Linked DNA regions of Gossypium hirsutum: region 2 is linked to region 1. Evidence: chromatin contacts called from public Hi-C data. All regions are on one chromosome and are shown on one strand. Each heading gives the region's core, a stretch centred on a gene start, on an enhancer-like site or on the middle of the called end of the contact. The rest is flanking DNA. Distances are from core to core; before and after follow the strand shown. Region 1 has its middle 22 kb from the start of LOC107892218. Region 2 holds the start of LOC107892216 (zinc finger protein CONSTANS-LIKE 7).

Region 1 (5,433 bases), core at 450-2,949:
TAAAACATGAAAACCTAGTATTTTCTTGGTAAAAGTACTATAGACGCCCTTATATATTTAGGAGTCAGATTGGATTTTACCTCTTCTACTTAAAAAATAAGTAAATTAATCCATGTACATTAGATTAAAGAGTAAATTGATCCTCCTGTTAAAAATTTCATCCATTTCTACTATTAAAATTTAGTCTCTTTAAGTCAGAACGAGGTACATGTGGATGAAATTTTCACATGTATTTGTTTGGTTATTTTGTCAATCACACCAGCTTTTGACAGTATTAATGGATGAAATTTTCAATAGAAAGTACCAAATTTCCCTTTAATCTAATGTATAGAGAGTCATTTGCTTATTTTTTAAGTAAAAAAATGGTAGAATGGAATTTAACTCCTAGTACTATACCTCCCTGATTTTTTTTACTCATTTTCTTTAATGTCTCATTTACGTAAAATGCTCATTTTTATAACAAATGAACGAAATGGTTGAATTCTACTATTAGTCCTTCTACTTTGTGAATATTATGAATTTAGGGTCCGTTTGTTTACATGTAAAAAGTCTTACGGAAATACTTTCTGCATTTTCCTGTGTTTGTTTCACAGAAAACAGTTTGGTCGACAAAAAATAACTTGCAAGTCAACGTAAAATAAGCCCTTTTTACCTGTAAAATGACTTACTCTTTTAAAAAGCGTTAGTCATTTTCCGGTAAAGAGCTCCTAGATAGATAATTTTATTTTTATATAAAAATTAACTTAAATCAAGCTTAATTTTATTATATTAATAATAAAATTTATTTTTATTTTTAAAATATTTAAAATATTATATTTTTCAATATTATTAAACATACTTATTTAATTATTTATATTAGTCATATAATAAATTATTAATATAATTTATTGTTTTAATAAATATTTAAAATTTATTTAATAATAAATTTTAAAAATAATAATTTTAAATAATATTCATCACATATTATTGAAAATATTCAATATTAATATTTTAATAATAAATATTTATTATTCGCCAAAAATAATAAATATTTATTATAATTATAAATATATTAATAATAAATGTTTTGAAGTATAAAGGTTAAAATATGTCATAAGTCTCTATATACTCTTTACAAATTTGTAATTTAGTCCCGTACATTTATTTTCAAGAATTTAGTCCCTCTACTTTTTAGATTTGAAAATAAAGTCCAATTGTTGACATTATTAATTTTTTTTTGTCAATTTTGTTGATATCACATTTTTAAATAAAAATTCATTTGGTAATCATGCAACTAAAAAATGGCTGTATTGGACCTAAATTTAACAAAATATTTTTAATATATGCAAAAATAATGTAAAATATAAAATTATAGATGTAAAATAAACTCAATTAAACAATTAAAATATAAGAAAATCTCGAATGTAAGTTTGTTTTATTGAAAATAATTTTTATAAAATATTTTTAAGAAATTTGTCAAACAATAAAAAATATTTTATATAGATTTATCCAAACACAAAAAATTCTCAACTTTTCTAGAAAAGTAAATTATTTTCTAAAAATTATTTTTCGAAAATTATTGTAAGTAAAACAAAGGGAGCCTTAGTTTTTATACTTTTAAAACTATGTATCCTGTTTAACAGAAGAGAGCCTTGGTCCAAGCCATTGTTAACCTCAAGGTCCATATTAGCTAAGCTCTTAAAGTGGCCCTATAAATCTTATCTAAACCTTAAATATAAATATTTTGTAATATATGAAAAATAAAAGCATATCCTCAAATCGGATTCAGACTGGACATCATTATTTTAAAATGATTTTCATCAGTTAATTTTAGAACAAGAAAAACATGAATTCTGGATCTAATCATACAATGTTGTATTGAAAAGGACAAAAAGGGGGCACTCTCCACCGACACTTTCCCTTCTTCTCTGTCGGTTACTTTTACGGAGGGTTTTATATGATAACAATAATGTTGCAATAAAAAAAGGACAACAATATAATAATTACACTCGTATAAACCTGGGAGTATATGGGTAAAAGTTAATGGCTGGGATGGCCTCGTACAGATCATGTCTTTGGCGTTCCGTATGTATATGTCGCTTCTGTCCTATACCGATATCAAATTATATAAGTTTTATTTTATGTTTTTATTTTTTTTTTGGTGTTTTGGTCACTCTCAACTAATATCAATTTATATAGATGTATCCTTACTAATTGGTACAAAGTTTTAATATTTTAAATAAATTTTTAATATTTTTATTTTTGACCAATTAATATTCTTTTTTCTTTATCTTTTTATTTTATGATTACATTAAAAATAAAATCTATTCATTAAACAAACTAAATGAAATTATTTAACCAAATTAATATTGTGTTGACTTCAGTTAATATTGTGCCAGACATATAACTTGCTTTATTTGTTGGCATATTTTATCAAAATATTTTGATGATTTGCTTCTCTCTTTTTAAGGATTTTGCATCCAATCTTGTGTTTACCATTTGAGAAAAGATTGAATCAAGTAAGTTTATTTTTAAAGGATTCTTATGCGATCTACTTACCTTGTATATTGATATATGCAATCTAAGAATATATAGACTATGATATATTTTTTTTATAATTATATGACAATTGATTTGATGAGATTTGGGCAAATCAAGATGGAGTAAAGCTTACCTTGTGAAGATGGTTTTGTGCTCTAAATATGGAAGGCCTGATCAACCTTGATAAAGGAGGCAAGTGTTTTTGAAGTGGCTATCAAAGTGCTAGCCGAAAATGGCCACTTCACCCTAACATTTCGTCTAGCAACATAACTTGTCTTATTTGGAGTTGGAAATCTTTTCAACCAAATCACTTGGGCAATGAATTAAATGATTTTGTAGTCGTGTGCTACCCATATTTACAAATCCATCTCGTGAAGCAACAAATCTTTGAAAATTGGATTGGATCGGATCAAATCAAGCAATCGAATCCCTTGAAATTTGAAGATTGCACCAGGACTACATTAAATACATATTTCCAAGTATTCTACTTTATATTGAACTTTATTAATTCATTGTATCTTGCTATTACATAGGGATTGAAGCTGATCTCTAGTATGTAAGCAAGTCTTGAATGTTTATAGATTTGAGAGGTTTGTATAGGTTTATGTATCGAATATTGAGAGCGTTTACTTATTCATCGAGGAACATATTTTTTTACTGCAATTAAAGTGTAAACAAGTTGTGTTTACAATCTAATTTCTCAAAAGGAGGACTTAGATGTGACTGCGTATGTCGGTGTTCGTTCACTGAGTAGAGACTTAGCACAAAATATAGAGAATTAAAAGCGACTTTGATTGCAAGTGTGACAAGTTAGTTGTAATATTTATAAGTGTTACAATGTAACACTCAGAGTATTCCAAGGATTGAACCCAAGGGATTGTTGGAAAAAAATCTGATTTTAAAACAGTTTTGTGTCATAGTGAAAAATTAAAATTTTGAAAATCGAGCTGACTTGTGATATTTATAGCAATAAACTTTTCTCAAAAAGTACCTATGTTTTGTACAAGACAGATCCTAGACATTCCCGACTTTTAATCAAACGACCTTCTCTGCTATTTTCGTATCATGAATCGCTTCGAGTGTGGGCTCGAACAATCACGAATCAAACACAGAACCAGAAACAATTTCTTACTTTTAGTAGGAAAGTTATTCTCACTCAATAGAAACTGGTAGAATTGTTATTCCGAAAAAATAAATTGTATACTTAGAAAATAAATTTCTCACTATTTTCGCGCAAAATAACAATATCTCAAAGTTATCTATAACTCTACCAGTGTCATCTATTTATAAAGAGGGATAGAAAAATCCTAGTTAAATTAGTAGAATACAAATAATATTTATTTAATAGAAAAACTAGTCTCCTAATTTAACTAGGAGAAGGGGGTAACACACCCTAGTTAAATATACTAGGGTTGTCGCCCCTCATATGTATTATGAGGAGATTTTGGGCTTCTTCTATATTGAGTTCAATTATATGTGCTTCCTGGACTTTTAACCCAACAGTTTATAATTTAATCCAACCCAATACATTTTTTTTCTATTTCTCAAAATAAATATTATTTATTAAATTAATTTTCCAATTAAAGTGTTTTCTCAATCCAATTCTAATTTCGTTAAAGCCATAACAACTTTACCATAAAAGAATATATGAGAAAATATATTTAATATATATTCAGCAGATTCACCATGACTAATTTATTTTATTTTATTTTTGAACTTCAAATATTTGATTAAATAATAATTCGAAAAACTTCAATTAATTCTCAAGTCATTTCCATATTTAGTGAGAAAACACATTCATTTCTGAATGCAACCCATTTCTTTAACTTTATTATGTCCATGAATTTCTGTTCATTTGATTCTATATTTGATTCTAGTGGAGCAGATATCATTTATGTAACGACCCGATAGTCACGGGTGTCGAAAAGTGCATTTTCGAGACTCCGTTACCGTAAATCAGATTCGTAAATATTTATTAAAATTATTTACGAAGCTAGTTGTGAAGTTAATTAGGTTTTGATTAGGTGAATTTGCTTGAATTAAAAGTAATTAGGTAAAAAGACTAAATTGCATAAAAGGTGAAAGTTGAATTATAGATTAAAGAAAAATTAAAGGGACTAAATAAACAATTATGCCAATGATCATAATTGAGGCCGCATAAGATAGATATTTATAAAACTTAAAGTTAAAATATATATTATAATATTATAATATTATATCTTAATTATTAAGTATATATATTATATTATATTATATTATATTATATTATATTATATAATAAGTAAATATAATAAATAAAAGAAACAAAAAGAAATAGAAAGAAACATGATAGAAACGAAACGGGGAGAAAAAGAAAGAAAAGAAAGGAAGGAGAAATTAGGGTTTCAAAGTTAAAAGCTCAATTGGTTAGTCAATTTAATCCATTTTTCTTGTAATTTTTATGTTTTTGAAATCCCGGTATTAAATACTATCCGACCCATGTCAAAATTTTAGAAATTATTGAGTTTTTAAGTGATGTCTTTGTTGAATAATTTTAGTATTAGGGATTAAATTGGTAGATTTTTAAGTTAGAAATGAAAAAGGATTAAATTGTAGAATAAATTGTAAAATTTGAGTAATAGGGACTAAATTGTGAAAATTTTAAAATTTATGAATTTAAGTGAAAATAAGGAGTTAAATTTAGTTTAAATAGAATTTGCATGAAAATATAAGATTAATTGTGAAGAAATAAAATTAGTCTCGGTTTAGGGACTAAATTGAAATTTAGGCAATATTTGAGTAAAAATTGAAATATTCAATATGAAATTGAATTGTGTTGTATTGATGATTTTTAATTGTTTTAATTCTGCAGCTAACGTCGTACTGGAATCCTTGACTAAAAAGGAGAAAGATAAAGTCGATACGAAATAGCTT
Region 2 (5,367 bases), core at 1,843-4,342, 45 kb after region 1:
ACTGCATTTTTGACACTGTACTGAGATGGGCTAAGGCCCAAACTATCACTGATACTAAAAAGGGCTTAGGCCCAAGACTGTTCAACTGTGCACTGTGAATACTGATTGTTTGTTTGTTTCTACGGGATTACACACTAAGTTTACGTAAACTCACCCTTTTTGTTTAAAATGCACATGTAATCCCCAGACTTAAACGATTCGGCGCGATGGAGGACTCAGCGATGACCATAGTAATTTTTGGACTACATGGTTTTCAATTTACGATTTATGATTCGATTATTATTGATTATTTGGGTTGTAATTTAAGGACTCTCTTGGACTTTGGTTTTAAATTTTGGGTTTTTATTTATTTATTTTACTTTATGGATTTATACCTCCTGATAGTAGGAAATTTGGTTTTCAAAAAGTTAAAGTATTTTCTAAACGTATGATCACTCAGACTGTTTTATTAAAGCTTCCACAACGATGGATGTTTCAAAATAAATGTTTTAAATGAATAAAGGCGACTTCCTAAGTTCTAACAAAGGTTTACTAAAGATAATAACATGGAATGTTTTCATCGTAACAACGAGGTTTCAAAAACACTATCATGTGACATTGCCAGATACGACCATAATGTTTAGGCTGGGTTTGGAGTGTTACAAGAAACCAATCATTCGCCATTGAATATTGGATTAGATTGGATTTGAGTGAATAAATTAAGTCATTAGAATATGAAGATCCGTTCGAGGTTATGTTGCTAATTTTGGATAACATACCTTTGATTGATTATGCTTTTAATGTTTATGTTGTAATAGCTATTTTCAATGAGTTACGTTATATTCACTTAGACTTTATGTTAGAAAGCTAAAACAAATATATGCTATAAGACTTGTCTAGGTTATGTATGAGAGTTTATTAAGAGCACTTCAATCTGTTCATTTGAGGAATTGCTTTTGAAAGTAAATGCAAGCTAAATTGTAAACATGGAGTGTTTACTGCCCAAGTTTTCAAGGGAAGAATTTGGAGGTGAGTGTTCTAGTCTTTAGGTACAAATGTGAGATCTCTATACTTGGAGAGTGATGGAATATGAATCACTCATTCTATTTGTGATTAAAGATAGTGATGAGCTAGGCTCTGTAGACATAGAGAAACCAAACTGCATAAACAACTCTTTGGTGTCCTTTATTTTTGTTTGTACAATTTTTAATAGTGCTAAGCCATAGTGACCACTAGACAACATATGTTTCAACTTTTTTAAGCTTCTTGCCAAAAAAAAATCATTTTAAAAGGTTGCTATTTTTACAAAATTGGAAGTAAACAAAACTCAATACAACATACTCAAATCAAACCAAAATTTAATTTATACTAATCAAATTTATTAAACGAAACAAATAATGTGATACTTACATATCTCAATCCCTAACTGCCAAAGTCCTAAAGTAAGAAGCAAAGTAGATATTTGATGAATGTTGACAAACTCAAATAAAATAGAAAAAGTAAGGAAAGAGTTTTCCAAAGATTATTGACGAACCCCAAATTGGAGCTTTGTAGAGGTGTTCAGCCTGCATGTCACGGAGGCTGCCAAAAAGGTGTAAGCAAAAAGCTAAAAAGGTTCTCAAAAAGGGGACCCTCAACTTTGCACTTTCTCATGCCTTTCTTTCCTGATTGGCTACTGGGTTTTTCTCTGTTGACTTCCACCATATTTTTTGCCATTAAGTCGCCCCCTCCATGCCCTTATTACATTCCTGTTTCATTAGTCTAACCTTTGGTGATTGGTTTTTGCTTCACTATCATACACTTACTGAAAAGTAATAATTTTTTGCTTTTCTGGTTTTTGAACTTCACATGAAAGCTTTAGTTTCTATGATTAATTTCACTTATAATTATTAAATTACTTTCACAATTATTATATCTAATATGTTTCCCCATCCCTCTAAAGGAGGACTTAAAGTTTTAAACTACAATACAAGACGGCCTGACTCACTCGGCCCGATTTTTAGGTAAGATGTTTCTGGTTTGGACTTCATCAACTCTATTTCAAATTAAATAATAAAATATTTTTATTTAAATTTATTATAAAATATTTAAAATTTATATTAATATTATTAAAATATATAATTAATAAACATTATCTAATAAGATTGTTACACATACCGTCACAATTACAATTATAAAGAATACATATGAATGATTATAACCAGAATTAATCTTATAAAACTTGATCGATAATTAGAATATATCCAGATCTATACCTTATTAAATATATACAAAGTTCACATATAGTAGGACATAAACTAAAATGAATGTTGTTTGAGAACTCACACACGATTTATATCTTAAAGTTCCAAGAGCGTTAACTTCGTGATTAAGCTAAGGCCTTTTTGAGGTAGACCAACTCTGTCGATAAAAGTTTGTAAAGTGTTGTTTGTCATAAGCTGACAAACCCCTCAACAGGTCAATATTATCTGCAATGGGAGTTTTAGCTCCCAACTCTAATAGCCAGGTGCTTCAAGAAGTGGCAAATTCATAAAGTGAAAGCAGTGATAAAAAGGACCATATAGATGGACATAGCCACCTACCAAAGAAATCTCAACATTTGTTCAGTGATATTTGAACTCATGTCTTATAACACTTAGTAGTAACTACACAACTACTTGAGTCAACAATAATAAATATATTTTAATTTTGTCATCTTTTTCACTTTTTGTTTCTTGTTTAATAATTTCTTATGTAAATACATATTAAATATTTGATTATTTAATTATAACATTAACTTTGATATTTTTTTACTTTGATATTTTAATTATTTTTTCCATTATCGCAATTAATTGATTTTATATAAAATAATTTCACAAATCGATATCAAAGTTACATATCTTATTTTAATTGAAGTCAGATATAATTTTTTTATGAAAGAAATTAAATATATTTAATTTTATATCATTTTAATATTTAATTAATATTATTTATTTTTGTAATTAAAAATAAAATACATAAATAAATAATATGAAAATAATTATTTTTTATTTAAAATTTGCTTAATAAATAGATGTCAAGGAAGGTTTAAGAGAATTTTAGAGTAAAGGTGCTTGGTATCTGAATTTTAGCCTAATTGAAATATAATCTTATCTTTCTTTATTAAGCAAAAATCAAACATTTTCCTGTCTTGGCCAATTGGTATCCCTAAAACCCCAACCCTATCTATAGCAACGAAATCCAGATAACAATACAATCTAATCCCCTTCCCAATCATCTTCTTCCACGTGTACATAAAGTGCCACCCCCAATCAACCCAATCACCATCACTTTTCCCCTGTAATTTTCTGACACTTAAGCCTCTTTCCCTTCCATATTGTAGATCCCGCTCTGTTCCCTTTCCCTCTTTAAAGGTCTCTTCTCTCTTTTTTTTTTTTCTTTCCATTTTCTCTCCATCCAAACAGAAATATGTGCAACAATAACAACAGTACTAGGCGAAGCAAAAGAAAACCAAAGTCTCGTAGTTTTTCTCTGAAACATTCTCGGAAAACCCGAACTAAAACTAGGAGACCAAAGTACCTTAGCCTTCTTCACCTTGAAGAAAACTTACCCCAAATGCCATTAACCAACAACAACGATAACAACAACAAAGAAATTACAGATAAACAGCTTAATCTTTTCCCACTTCACCCTGAAAATTTAGTTGAAGATCGTGATACACAGTACGATAATGTTTCTTTGCTTTTCAACACGACAGAGGGAGACAGTGATCATGCTGTTACACTTAACGGTCTTTTAGACAGCGAAGGTAGTGATAATTATAAGAATGAAACGGCGACGGCGACGACCACGACGACTGCGACTACGGTGACGTCGGAAGAGAGTCCTTTGTCGCCTTCTTTTACGTATAGGGGGTATAGCTATGAAGATCGAACGAGGTTGTCGCTTGTACGGGCGGCTATGAAAGGGAAGAAGGAGAGAGATGAGAGTGAGGAGAAGTGGGTGGTTTATTCTGAGGTTGTGGAGAAGAAAGAGATGGAAGAAGTGAGTAGCGGCGGCGGAGGAGACGGTGGTTATGATGGCGGTGCATGGTGGAGTAAGAAGAAGATGAAAAAGTTGTTGGCTTTGAAGCTTGACTATGAGGAGATAATGAATGCTTGGTCTGGTAAGGGCCCCCTTTACATTGAAGGAGAGTCCCCTCAAATTGTCCCTCACTTGCATCAACCTTCTCCCAATGTAAGATCTTAGCCCCTAATCAATCATTTCTTTTCTTTTAACTTTTTCTAATGTTAAAAAGTTAGGAGTTATTAATAAAAATATTTAATTTTGGACTTCACTAGATTTCTTTTTATAAAATAAATCATTCAAGATGTTTTTTTTATTCAACTTCAAAAAAATGTTTTTTTATGCACAAATATTTTTATGAGTTCGAATTTAATACACTAACTATATATATTAAAAAAAATTTATGTACAAGTCAAAATAAATCAATGGTGTATGGTAATAAATTGGAAGAGTATTGCATACATAGATAAATAATAATTGAACATACAAGTCAAAATAAATCAATGGTGTATGGTAATAAATTGGAAGAGTATTGCATACATAGATAAATAATAATTGAACATCAGGTGATGGCAGAAATAGTGAATTGATTTTATCTTATATTTTTTATGTTAATTGATAAAAATGTGTAAGAAAGTGGCATATGGGGGGGAAGTTGAGCCCATGCTAGCTTTGTTTCTATATGAGATGATGATAGGCTCAATGTAGCTAATGAAAATTATGTTTTGCACTTTTTGCTTTTTTCTTGATGGGCCCTAGTATACCTTTTAAGCCAGCTGGATTTTTCATTTTCGGCCCAGCTTAGTGACATTTTGTTGGTTGGTTGGTTGGTTGATATTAAAAATATTATATAGTTTTCCGTGACAATATTTTAAAATTTAAATTAATCTTTTTACCCTTTATAGCATAGCAAGCCTTTGGAAATATACCTACGCACTAAAAATAATAAGATTTCTCTCATTAATTAAATGCGGTCCAATGTTTTTGGATTGCTAACACCTTTTTGTTTTAACCCTTTGTTTTTTTCACCGAATGTGTTGAAATGAAAGTTTTAAATAAAATTAAGGGAAAATTATTTAAATTTGGAAAATTCTTTTATATTGGGCATGAATTTTTTTTAAAATTAAACCCTAAATTTAAAAATTGTTTTTACATTGGAGCTTAAATTAGGTAATTATTTTTACATTGGGTTTTAGCTTCTTTTTTTTATCTAAGTTAATATCTAAACTTGTTTACATCTGTTTTAGGAAGTAACTTTTTTTTTATCTAAGTTCAACCCTAAATTTGAAAATTGTCTTTTATATTGGAGTTTAAATTTGATAATTGTTCTTACATTGGGGTTTT

Evidence for each region. A called contact is a pair of places that touch in the nucleus more often than the background predicts.
Region 2: a Hi-C map of leaf shows a contact between it and region 1, with 1.9 times the contacts expected there. The contact joins the promoter of LOC107892216 here to the enhancer-like site in region 1. A contact is called at or near these places in 6 of 34 Hi-C or Micro-C datasets (cotyledon and leaf).

Annotation. Positions count from the first base shown.
Region 1 is chrD09:10,582,397-10,587,829 of Gossypium_hirsutum_v2.1, forward strand. No RefSeq gene overlaps it. Among protein-coding and RNA genes, the nearest start is that of LOC107892218, 22 kb to the left of the region's middle. Within about 2 kb of position 1,700, at least 3 of the 9 cell types and tissues checked have an H3K27ac peak or open chromatin away from gene starts, as enhancers often do. A contact at or near this core is called in leaf, where this site is marked.
Region 2 is chrD09:10,626,013-10,631,379 of Gossypium_hirsutum_v2.1, forward strand. LOC107892216 (zinc finger protein CONSTANS-LIKE 7) reads left to right here and starts at 3,093. Exons shown (of 3, transcript XM_016817233.2): 1 at 3,093-4,194. The coding sequence starts at 3,427.